Regions from separate parts of the Hordeum vulgare genome. Here all the other regions are linked to region 3. A link is a contact called in public Hi-C data. All regions are on one chromosome and are shown on one strand. Each heading gives the region's core, a stretch centred on a gene start, on an enhancer-like site or on the middle of the called end of the contact. The rest is flanking DNA. Distances are from core to core; before and after follow the strand shown. Region 1 holds the start of LOC123449413 (ADP-ribosylation factor-like protein 8a). Region 2 holds the start of LOC123449411. Region 3 holds the start of LOC123446888.

The links. Hi-C and Micro-C count contacts between places; a contact is called where the count stands out from the background.
Region 1: a contact with region 3 is called in a Hi-C map of seedling, with 3 times the contacts expected there. The contact joins the promoter of LOC123449413 here to the promoter of LOC123446888 in region 3. A contact is called at or near these places in 2 of 6 Hi-C or Micro-C datasets (leaf and seedling).
Region 2: a Hi-C map of leaf shows a contact between it and region 3, with 3 times the contacts expected there. The contact joins the promoter of LOC123449411 here to the promoter of LOC123446888 in region 3. A contact is called at or near these places in 2 of 6 Hi-C or Micro-C datasets (leaf and seedling) and 1 of 1 datasets of contacts at active chromatin or transcription factors (embryo).

Annotation. Positions count from the first base shown.
Region 1 is chr4H:545,508,059-545,512,421 of MorexV3_pseudomolecules_assembly, reverse strand. It overlaps LOC123449413 (ADP-ribosylation factor-like protein 8a), which reads right to left and starts at 1,479. Exons shown (of 5, transcript XM_045126632.1): 1 at 1,180-1,479. The coding sequence starts at 1,217.
Region 2 is chr4H:545,432,213-545,436,397 of MorexV3_pseudomolecules_assembly, reverse strand. It overlaps LOC123449411, which reads left to right and starts at 2,154. Exons shown (of 3, transcript XM_045126628.1): 1 at 2,154-2,377; 2 at 2,965-3,571. The coding sequence starts at 2,984.
Region 3 is chr4H:545,270,481-545,274,668 of MorexV3_pseudomolecules_assembly, reverse strand. LOC123446888 reads left to right here and starts at 1,797. Exons shown (of 4, transcript XM_045123430.1): 1 at 1,797-2,107; 2 at 2,768-2,969; 3 at 3,210-3,294; 4 at 3,391-3,939. The coding sequence starts at 1,860. The coding sequence ends at 3,704.

The DNA of each region.
Region 1 (4,363 bases), core at 230-2,729, 240 kb before region 3:
AGATGAGTAACTAACTACGTCGGTCCATTTATTTTCTTGGTACACATGCCAAAACTGTGCTCCGCCACTTAATGATGCCATGTGGAAGAGATCCTCTAAACCCAAGCCCCTTTTTTATATATGTATAAGAAGCAAAAAGCCTATCTGGCTGGTAGGTAGAAATGGAACAAATCATAGCATACAGCACACTGGCAGCTCATTTTCATTCCAATGATTGGATTCCAAGAGAGCATTACCGAACTTGGGCTATTTCTACTATGGCAAATTCAATGGTAAGCATGCATCGACAAATTATCACAAACTAAACCTTTAAGTAAATTTATCACGAGGATGAGGCATTACATGGTATGTGTGGTAGCTCTATCTTAGTCAACATAACGACATAACGGGTAGAATTTATCACGTGCCACATGGTTTCTCAAGAGTTCATTGAGCGGAACGGGAAAGTACATTAACTAATGCATATTGGAAATGGCTTTCTTTTCTCCTCTTGACAAGATAGAGTCCATAAGAAAGCAGGATAACAAAAAATACTGAATATGGCATTATCATGAGAAAATGGCATCCGACTCCACGCACTCTACGACGTGATGTTAGCACCGAATAAATTAACCTCCTCAACAAAATAGATAAAGAAAAAGTCCGTGTCCCTTCAGCTCTCATATCGATAGGAGGGCATGCACGATTAAATACTATGATCGACGTGTTCAATCAATAACGTTGATCGCCATGTGTAGTCGATCGCGAGAAGTTGCGCCATACAAAGATACCACAAAGCACGCCACAAAGCCACAAAAACTGCATAATCTGAACTTGGCTCACGTAAAATAACCAGAAGGACCAAATTTCCTTATGATTACGGGCATTATTAGATGAGAAAAACAAATAACACCATGCAGCTGCTAACCAGCATCACCTTCATACGGGTCAAAACGTTCTTTCAAGTGCCAACCATCAACAACAGCTTCCTACGAAATACACGGTAACATGACTATCGTCCTACCCCCCCCCCCCAGCAAGCATCCGATCCAGCGAGCAACCAGGGCATGCTAATCCTAGACCGGCCCGGAATTCCCAGATCTCCCGCACGCGGACCCCGCGCCCGTCCCGCAATGCGCAGCGCGTCAAACTCGAGAACCCGAACCCGGCCACCCGGGACATGTGCTTGTGGAACCGTACCTGCGGAGCCAGTTGAGGAAGGCCTCCCAGAACCCCATGGCGGCCGCGCGCGGCGTGCTCCCTCTTCCTCCGCGAAGAGGAAGGGCTGGGCGGTCGCGGGGAGGGGCGGCGGTGGCGGCAGGGCGAGGGCGGATTGCGAGGCGGAGGAGGATTCGGTGGTGCGGGTGGCCGCGCTTACTTTATTTGGAGGCGCGGATGGATGGGGCGGGGGCGGGGGCGGGGCGACAGGGAGGCCGGAGGAGGAAGAAGAGAGGGGAAAGAGCTGAGGGTATTATTGGCGTCCACCAATCATATGGCATCTCGTGGCCGGGTGGGGCTGGGGTTGGTGCCTTTGATTTTTATTATTTTCTTTTCTTTTTCGATAATGTTATTGAGGAAATTTTTGGTTTATCTACGCCCATTTTAATCGGAGTTTCACCTGCGAATAGGACTGTTGTTAGTTAAGACTCCTTCTCTTTTTTTTGTAATAACTTATACTGTATTACTTAAGGGAAAATCTAAGTAACGACGCCGCACCTCTTCCTTCCCGTGTGGCGGGCGCGCGTAGCGATCCGTGCAGGCATCGTACGACCCTGTGTTATAGCATGCAGTGCGACGGAGTTTTTTAATGTCGAATTTTTAAAAAGTTTTATCTTTTAAACTATAAATTCAATCGATGATCTGTTTTCACGGTTAGCTTTCTCGCAACGAGATCTTCAAAACTAGATCCCATGTCGACATGTTTCGACAACTTTTTTTTCATCGATAGTTGTCAGATTATTATTATTTAGTTGTTAGATTATGAGACACTTAGTAGCCACATTTAATTAACCTAGTTGTCAACTTGGCAACTGTGTGTATAGATTTTTATCAACTACGCTTGTTTAAACCAGACGACCGTGATTGACAAATTATTGTTGTCTTGTAGGAATTTTCATTATACATGATATAAACGCATGTCATAGGTTTCGTTTGTCAATTTAAATATGTCAACTTGTCATATTTACATACAACTTTGTCAGAAAAATATTTTGTGTGTTTGCTAGTTTAACTATGCCGACTTGTCATATTTACTACTCCCTCCGTTCCTAAATATAAGTCTTTTAAGAGTAAGTGACCATATACGGAGCAAAATGAGTTAATCTATACTCCAAAATATGTCTATATACATCCGTATGTAGTTTCCTAGTGGAACATTTAAAAAGACTTATATTTAAGAACGGAGGGGGTAACAATTACCAAAAAAAAAAGATTTCTTCTGGTCATCGATTTTAAATATGTTGAGTTGTCATATTTTTACACGTTATCGTCCTAAAAATGTCGTTTGTGCTTGCTCGTTCGATTATGTCGAGATGTCATATTTATACGCAATTTCTAAAACATATGGCGATTAAGTTAACTTTTATCAGACAAGTAAGTATTTACTAATATGACAAGTACGTACAACAAATGTGGTAAGTATGAGAAACAAAAAAGTTGTCGAAACATGTTGACATAGGATCTAGTTCTAAAGATTTTGTCGAAACAAAGTTAACGACGAAAACGGATCATCGATCGAATTAGTGGTTTGAAAGATAAAACTTTTTAAATTTTAATCATTTTAAAAAAATCTGATGACATCATTACATGCATGCATGAATGACGAAGGGAGAGGGTTTGGATGCAGCATCACATTGCTTTTTTAAAAGTAACATGATTAGTAAAGCATTAAAGTAACGCTACTTTTTTATTAGGATGGTGATTAGTTCGGCCGCCGCACCACAAGACGCAAGGGCAGCGCCGCTGGTGTTGGGGAACGTCGCATGGAAACAAAAAAATTCCTACGTGCCGCGCATGAAGACCTATCATGGTGATGTCCATCTACGAGAGGGGATGTTCGATCTACGTACCCTTGTAGACCGCACAGCAGAAGCGTTAGTGAACGCGGTTGATGTAGTGGAACGTCCTCACGTCCCTCGATCCGCCCCGCGAACCGTCCCGCGATCTAGTGCCGAACGGACGGCACCTCCGCGTTCAGCACACGTACAGCTCGACGATGATCTCGGCCTTCTTGATCCAGCAAGAGAGACGGAGAGGTAGATGAGTTCTCCGGCAGCGTGACGGCGCTCCGGAGGTTGGTGGTGATCTTATCTCAGCAGGGCTCCGCCCGAGCTCCGCAGAAACGCGATCTAGAGGTAAAACCGTGGAGATATGTGGTCGGGCTGTCGTGGCAAAGTTTTCTCAAATCAGCCCTAAAACCTCCGTATATATAGGGGGAGGAGGGGGAGCCTTGCCTTGGGGTCCAAGGACTCCCAAGAGGGTCGGCCGAGCCAAGGGGGGCAACCCTCCCCTTCCAAATCGAGTCCAACTAGGTTTGGAAGGAGGAGTCCTTCCCCCTTTTCCCACCTCCTCCTTTTTTTTTCTTTTCTCTTTGATTTTCTTCCTATGGCGCATAGGGCCTTCTTGGGCTGTCCCACCAGCCCACTAAGGGCTGGTGCGCCACCCCCAAGGCCTATGGGCTTCCCCGGGGTGGGTTGCCCCCCCCTCGGTGAACACCCGGAACCCATTCGTCATTCCCGGTACATTCCCGGTAACTCCGAAAACCTTCCGATAATCAAATGAGGTCATCCTATATATCAATCTTCGTTTCTGGACCATTCTGGAAACCCTCGTGACGTCCGTGATCTCATCCGGGACTCCGAACAACATTCGGTAACCAACCATATAACTCAAATACGCATAAAACAACGTCGAATCTTAAGTGTGCAGACCCTGCGGGTTTGAGAACTATGTAGACATGACCCGAGAGACTCCTCGGTCAATATCCAATAGCGGGACCTGGATGCCCATATTGGATCCTACATATTCTACGAAGATCTTATCGTTTGAACCTCAGTGCCAAGGATTCATATAATCCCGTATGTCATTCCCTTTGTCCTTCGGTATGTTACTTGCCCGAGATTCGATCGTCAGTATCCGCATACCTATTTCAATCTCGTTTACCGGCAAGTCTCTTTACTCATTCCGTAATACAAGATCCCGTAACTTACACTAAGTCACATTGCTTGCAAGGCTTGTGTGTGATGTTGTATTACCGAGTGGGCCCCGAGATACCTCTCCGTCACACGGAGTGACAAATCCCAGTCTCGATCCATATTAACTCAACTAACACCTTCGGAGATACCTGTAGAGCATCTTTATAGTCACCCAGTTACGTTGCGACGTT
Region 2 (4,185 bases), core at 905-3,404, 160 kb before region 3:
GAAGAGAGGAGAATTGGTCAATTAATTCCCGTTATCTGGTCTAGCACCGACCCCAAATAATACAACGAGCGCTTGACTTTCCCCCCTTCTCCGAGAAGCCGAGACAGGAAACCTTCAGCGTCACTTCTAATATGTACTTATCACATGTAATTAGCACTTTTTATCAAATAAATCTCAATTGTATTTTAATATTCATTTCCTCTCTCTTTGAACACATACATAACAAACTAAAATTGTCGAGCCGCTAAATAAATAATTTTCAATGACAAAAAGAGCTCCGTCCCGTACAATTGTTGGCAAGAGGAAGGAATTCCCCGTTATGCCCCACACTCAGTTGTCCTCCCATGTGTTAGGGACCATGCTGTCAACGACCTCCTCCCCCCTCACCACGACACCTCCAACTGCTCTCTCTCCTTCGTTCCCATTTCCTCGACAACTTGTCGCCGTCTTCGCTCCAACACCTACCTCCTTAATCATTGTCCTATTCAACACTATTTTGTCATCCACCTTCATCCTTGTTGATAGGGTCTCATATCATACGTCCTCAACGCCCTCTGATCTCCTTGCGCACCTCCGCGACGCCGCCATCTGCCTTTGGCATCCCTAACTTGGAGTTTTGCTCCACTGCCTCTGGTTGCCCCGAAGTGACGCAGCTCACCACCACATCTTGGTTTTGTCCAGCACTGCAACACCCTACCCGAGTACGTGGTGAAGATGAAAAAAATTGGAAATGAAAATCAAACGGTGACCTTATGACACATACGCTTCATGTGAGTGAGCACACAACATGATATGTAGGCCCTGAAATACGATCTACTATATTCTTTCAGACTTCTAAACCCCACACGTATTTCTAGATTGACAATTCTTTTATATATTTTTAAGATATATCACTTGCACTATAGTGGTCTGATTGTTATTTTAAAAGTTGTACATGTAAGATAAGGCCTTGTTTGGTTCTTTCATAATTGAAGGGGTTTGGAGGGGATTGAGAGGGATTAAATCCCCTATGAGTCAAATTCCACCTCAATCCCTTTCAATCCTCTCCAATCCCCTCCTCCCTGAGATTAACCGAACAAGCCCTAAATGAAGCAACCCATTTGCTTTCGAGATTTTTTAGAACAATACATATACAAACACTCACACACACACACACACACATCTACTACCCCTATGAATACACACACACATCTACTATCCCCTATGAACACATAGACGCAAACCCTACCTTTATGAACACCTCTAAAAGACTAAGCCGACATATTATTTTGAAATTGATCAAGTCATCATAGACGTCTTCGTTGTCGATGGAAATATCTCATCCCAATGAACACACACCGTTACAAGGCCTGAAACAAATCCACGATAATGCGAGCATCAAGTCTAGAACTTAAACCTTGATGGGTTGAGATACCACTCTCCTCCTAACGTCTAACCAAATGTTGGTTCGCTTGCTTTCAAGGGCTTACGAAAATGGAGCTATTCCTGAAGCTATTTTGGAACATCATTAACGTTGATATAACTTTTCGACTATGTTTACAAAACAATGATCCAGTCATAGTTTTAAAAGCCAAACCAGATCGTCGGTCCAACCGAAAACACCGTGAACCGACGTCTTGCCTGTTTTTAAAGGTGTACGGTATTTTAGTAAAAAGATCAAAACTATATTTAAAAGAAGATGCATCAACAAGGAATCAAACACCTAACATTCATGCAAGGAATGCGTTTTATGATTCATTAATGGTTTACATCCAATATTACTCCTATATTTTTTACTTAAAAGGAGTATGTGTATTTAAAAGGAGTATGTGTATTCATTTGATGTGAGATCATTTTTTTATATACCTTAAATATTTGTTTTTTTTCTTTATGATAAACCGGCGAGTAAAACCGGGTTCAATTTTTTAAACTATATTGATATAAGCAACCAAGACATGTCAAGCACGGCGGCCACCTGCCGCGGGCGACCATCCGCAACCCAACCTGTCCCCGACCCAAGCCGCACGGCACGCCCGCCGCACAGCAGCAGCAGCAGCAGCACAGGTGTCTTCCGCCCCTCCAATCCGCCACTCCCCACCCACCATTACGTGACGGGCGACCTTTCTTTCCAGAGCGCCCCGCCCCCGCAGCTCCACTGTCCGCGACCGCGACCGCGGGGAACCAGAGTAAAGCAAAGCAGAGGCGCTCGTCGTCCCGATTCGCCACACAAACAAGTCGCATTGCCAGCCGCTCAAGCCAAGCTAACCCCTCCATGATCTCCCCGGGAACCAGATCACAGCCCGCCTAATCTAATCAGAGAGAGAGAGGGAGAGGGAGAGCATCTCCCGTCCCCCGTCGCCTGACGAGATCTCAGGACAGGAGCGCCAGCCCGCCCATGGTGAGCGAGCTCCGCCGATTTCTTTAATCGGTTGTTGGGGGAGGTTATTATTCTTATTCTTCTGCTAGTAGGTGGTACTACTTACAAGGTGGGATTGGGCTTTGCTTCTTTTTTTTAGCTTGTCCTCTTCGGCCCCCTGGATCAACCCGCCATGGTGAGCTTAGCTTGTCTTCGTTTCTCTTTTCCTGCTCCTTTTTTCGTTTTCATTTTGTTTGCGTGCTGAGTGAGTGGTTTCTTGGTTTGTCCTCTGTTCTTGGCGCCAATTTCGCTGGATTCTCACTACAGCTCTCCGTCTTGGCTCGCTCGAGTTGAACTTATCTGAGAAGGAGAAGGATGCGCTCTGTTTTGGCGAACCTTCCCGAAATCATCTCGTAATGAAATTATGAAACACGGGAAATTTCTTGTCATGCTGCGCTAAATTGGGGATGAAATCTGGCGCCCGCGAAATGCTGGGCTTGTCCATGCCGCACTTTTTTCCTTTCTTGATTTGACACATGTAGCCGCGAGCCTGCTCATTTTCCGGAAATTTCCAAGTTCCATCTTTTTACAGTCTGATAAGACATCCTTTCTTCCTTCTCCTGCTGCAGCGCATACCAGCCGGAGCGGATGAGCGGCGGCAGCATGGCCATGGGCGCGAGGAGCAAGCACCATCCCAAATCTTTGGCCCTGCGCTGCTACTGCTACGCGGCGAGCCACCGCTCCCTGACCCTGCTGGTGTGGGGCCTGGCGGCGCTGGTGGTCCTCCTGAACTTCCACCTGCTCGTCACCCACGGCAAGGATGAGCAGACCGGCAGGGCGAGCGAGATCCACCGGACGGTCCTCAGGGAGCTGGAGGTGGTGGAGGAGGAGAGGTTCCAGGTGACGCCCGCCCGGAGCCGGAGGAACCCGCGGGCCGTGCGGCGCAAGGGGGAGCACACCAAGCCGCTGTCCGTGGTGGACGAGTTCCTGGACGAGTCCTCGGCGGTGCACGACATGTTCTTCCCGGAGCCGAGGACGGCCATCGACCCGCTCCATGGCGGCAACGACAGCATGTACTTCTACCACCCCGGCAGGGTGTGGCTCGACACCGACGGCAAGCCGATTCAGGCTCACGGAGGCGGCGTGCTGTACGACGAGAGGACCGAGACCTACTTCTGGTACGGAGAGAACAAGGATGGCAAGACCTACAAGGCTCACAGCAAGGGTGCTGATCGAGTAAGTCGAATCGTTCTGATGCTCTGAATTTTCTGTTATCATTTGTATGTTACTCCTAAGGAGCTTCCGTATCATTTTGGTGGATTAATCAGGACCATACATTATTGCCGTATTGCTGTACTTGAAATGTACTACTAACTGAATTTAGAGCCAGACATAGCATTTACATTTATTTGCTCTATTCTTCAGTAATGCATCAGACAGTACGTACAGAAGCAGAGTTGATCAGCCTCTTTAGCAAGCCTTGCACTTGCACATGAGCCTAACAAGTGCGAGTAGGCTTAACAACATAGTCAAACTGTAAACAAAAAGGGTGGGGGAAACATCGACTATCTTTTGTGTCATTATACCAGACAACAAAAAATCTTTAATTCTACAAACATAGTACTAGCAAACCCTGCTTTTTTCCCCTTCTAAATATCGTTGCAGGGGTTTTAGCACCTGTGAAGTAGTTGTGCTAATGCACGTATCTAAATTTTTCTGACCTTTTAGATTCTGTCGCTGAGGCCCAGTTGCTAGTGGACATGTTGCAAGTAATTTTCTGTTGGGAAGGTAAGGACGTTATTTGGGTTGTGTGAAGACAGGTCACTAGGAACGTAGGTTAATATATAAAT
Region 3 (4,188 bases), core at 548-3,047:
GCGACGAAAACTAGCAACTAGGGATCTTGTGTTGCAATCCACGGGTTAATCCATAAATGGTGTGTTGTCCATCTTTGGGCCTATACTAAATCTTCTTCTATCAACACGTCGGAACCTAAGACTTTTATGTGTCCATGTTTTTATTTATCCGAGAGCATAACTGCACCCCTCACCCTTCGTCCCAAATTCTTCATCTTAGATTTTTTCTAGATACAAATGAATTTAGACACATTTTAGTGTTATATGTACGTCCCCATATCTAGACAACTTTAAGACTAGCAATCCCATTGCCGGTTTATGAGATGCATGATTTTATAGCCTGGAGCCCAGCGAAGAATGGCGTTTTTTCAGTTCGATCAGCATATCAAATGGAATGGAATTCCAGGTTTGGCAACCTAATACAGGTCAGTACTGGGTCTTCTTCACCAAGTGACAAATGGGAGTTGGTATGGAGTCTGGAATGTCCTGCAAAAATCAGAATTTTCATCTGGAGATTATTACAGTCAGCTATCCCCTGTCGGTCTGTATTAGCATCCAAGCATATGAAGGTCAAAACCCAGTGTCCAGAATGCAAGAAGGGGCCACACAGTATTCGTCACTTCCTTTTCGAATGCCCCAGATCATCAGCAGTTTGGAAGCAGTTGGGCATGTTCGATATTGTTAAGAGGGTATGCACTAAGTATAAATCGGGTGAGGATGCCATTTATGATCTGTTGCATATGGAAACATCAGGAATCATTCTCTTGGGCTTCCCGAAACTCCGAGAGGTGGTCGCTACTGCTGCTTGGTATCTGTGGTTCGAACACCAAAAGGTATATCATGGAGATGACATCCAAACAGCGTCTCAAATTGCCCTAGCCATACGTGGACTGTCGGCAAATTTCAGTATTGCATGTGCCAATACAGCAAAAGGCCGAACTGGAGGATGGAGCAAGCCACCGCACGGCTATGTCAAACTGAATGTCGATGCAGGCTTTGATCACGACCTACTCCGAGGATCGATTGGGGCAATTATCAGGGACCAAAAAGGTCAGTTCTTGGCAGCAGCAGATAATATTGATATATGCTATGACTCAAACACTGCAGAAGCATTGGCGGTGAGGTTTGGGCTCAACCTTGCAAGAACTATAAGGTGCAGCAAAATTGTGGTGAACTCTGATAATCTGGAGATAGTGGAGGATCTTAAGAAGGGATATTCTTCTTCGGCAGCTTCGGCAATCATCGATGATTGTTTCTTTTTGGGATCGGAATTCAAGCATGTTTTATATGATCATTGTGGTAGAGATAGTAATCAAGTAGCGCATGAACTAGCTAAGTTAACTAAATCTCCCCCCCCCCCCCCCTAGCTGTTGGATGGACTCAGCTCCTCCTGAGATCATCCCAGCTATTGTAAACGATATGATTACCCTTATTGCTGAATAAAGTGGGAAGAAGTTTTCAAAAAAAAAAAAAGGAGCAAAAGAGGGGTACCATTTGCTACTGGTCCAAATCACTCTAGTTTGGCCCGGTGATTTCGGCCTGTTTAACCGCGGAGATAAGCGGCGTGATCCCCTACGCAACTCAACTGCCCGCCGCGTATCAGCAAAAGGATCATACCACACTCAAGAAACAAAAAAGCAAAAGGATCATACGCGTGTTGCGCAAGGACACAACGTGACGTCCCCCGTCGTGCACCGCGCCCCACCCTACCATCCGTCCGTTCCAAGATCAACAGCCCAGATCCCCTCCTAATCCCCAAGCGACCTTCCCTAACCCTCCGCGGACCCTTAAATACCAACTCGCCGCCATTCCCCCCGGGCTTTTGATCAATCGACCGACCGACTCGATTCCCCCGCAGAGCCTGAGGGAGATCGGAGGCGATGGGAGGCGGGGGCATGGGGATCCGCGCGGCCGCCAGGGCCGCCTTCATCGGCGGCTACCGCTCCGCCTCGAACGCCCGCCGCGCCGTCCTGCCCCCCTCCTCCGCCGCCGCGGCCGACGCCCGCCCCGCGTCCACGGCCGCCACCTTCGACGACTGGTACATCCCCGACCGCGAGGTGTTCGGCCCCGTGCCCTCCCACGACGAGGCCATGGCCGCCACCCTCGACCTCAGGGACGCCTTCGAGATGTGCGCACCGCTCAACTTTACTGATTACTTGTCACTTCTCCTCCCCGTTTCCTTTGTTTTACTAAGATAGATTAACTAATGTCATGGGCCAAACTGGTGATGGTTTGATAGATGTGCTTCATATCCATGAAGTGTTAGTTGCAAAATGATGCGATTGCACGTCTGGTTGTTAGGCAGTGACAGAGCCCTGTTATAGTGGTTGACTCCGTTCTGTTTTTCTTTTCCAGCAGATTGTTCTTATCTGTTGTCTGGTGTGACACAAAATTTGTATTAGGAGCGTTCAGCAGTTTTCAGACAGATTCCAGATTTTCTTTTAAAAATTTAGGCACTCTTCATGCTTATCCGTGATGTGCCTGTCGCTGAGTGCTTGTCACTGGAATCGTGCCATGAGAATTTGCTTCACAGAAATCACGGCCAATGCTTGTTTAGGGTTTACATTGCATTTTTCTAAAGAATTGCCTGATCCAAACCCTAAAAGTATCTCGACGTGTCAGTCATGTAGAGTTGTTCTTCTAGCCATGTCATATGATTCTGTATTCGATTACTTTTCTTCTTGTACGCTTTTCAGCTCTTCTGTATACCGCTTTGGGCCTTTTGGCTCATGTACAAGACAGATGTTGTGTTTACTAACAAACTGATGAATTTTGTTCATGCAACCAGTGCCAAGACTGAATCCCATGGTGCCCGCCTGGATATGTCGCATGGTGGTCCCACAAAGGTCGCTCAGGAAACATTTCAGGATCATCCCCATTCAGAAGCATCTATGCATGAAGAGAAGAATGACAATTTGTCCGTTGCCTCTGGATCCTCTGCACGTGTTATTGAAGCCTTCACCATGCTACAGGACAGCCCTGAAGCTCAGGTAATTAAGCTCTAACTTGTACTGAAGGTGTCAAGTCAAGGTCGTCACCCTAATGATGTGCTGTGGAGTCACGATTTTTCCATTTCTTCCTGCTAGCTAGCATCAGAAGATAAGTTGATTTCGTATATTGGCATAATGTCAGCCCCCTTTTTTGTTCATGCAACTTCAGTTGGCACTAAGTGCAAACAACCCAACATTGTTGTTTATTTACCTGAAGCATGGGTTCTACTTGGGCTGCAGGATGTTGTTGCTTCGCTTGCGTCTGATAAGAATGTCTGGGAAGCTGTGATGAAGAATAAAAAACTTGTGGAGTTTTACAAGACAAGTAAGCGCCCAACCATCATGTAATAATATATCTAGTTCAGTTAACCATTGGACACGTATACGCAATAACTTGGTTCATACACCTTCCCGTTCTCAGACCTCAGCGAGTCATCCAGTGTCACTGACGAAGCTGAACAGAGCGACGCTGAGAGCTCGCAGAGCAGCAATGCTGTCTTGCCAGGAGACGCATTCAGCGATTACATTCAGAAGATGAAGGCGTTCGTGTCGGAGATGGTGACAAATCTTTCGAGCATCATGCAGGACCTGGTGGCCACGTCGGACGAGGGCCAGAGCAAGGGGAGGCTGAAGACCCTGATCGTCAACACCAAGAAGGATTTCGTAAACGGCCCGTCGTCGTTCGTGCTCCTGGCCATCGCGTCGATCCTGGTCGTTTTGCTCAAGCGCGCGTAGTTCTGAATAAAACGAAGGAGCTGGCCGAGTGGTTGTTCGGAGTTTGGTTTCGTTTCAGCTCTTTGAGCCAGATAGGGTTTGATTTCCCTGCTCTAGTTAGTTCAACAAATGGTCGATTCTACGTAGTGTACAGGTCGACGTTAAGTCCTTTCAAGGGTTTATCTGGTGGCTGTGTGTTTACCTGGAGTGAACATGTTCTGCAAGATGAATAATATGATAGAGTTTAGTTTTCTTTTGGACTGGTGATAAGTTCCCTTGTTACTGCAATTGTCTATGATCTCATTCTGGTTTAGCCGTATGTACAGGTCAGTGCCGTGTTCCAGGGTTAGCCATGCATCTCTCAGTAGTGTACAAGCAATAATGATACATCTACGAATAGGCTACGAAAGCCTACGTAACCTTCCATCTAAAATCCTCTTGGCCCCGTGATTTTCGCCAGGGATGGGCCCCAGCCCAATTAATCACCTCCACATCAGATTTTACG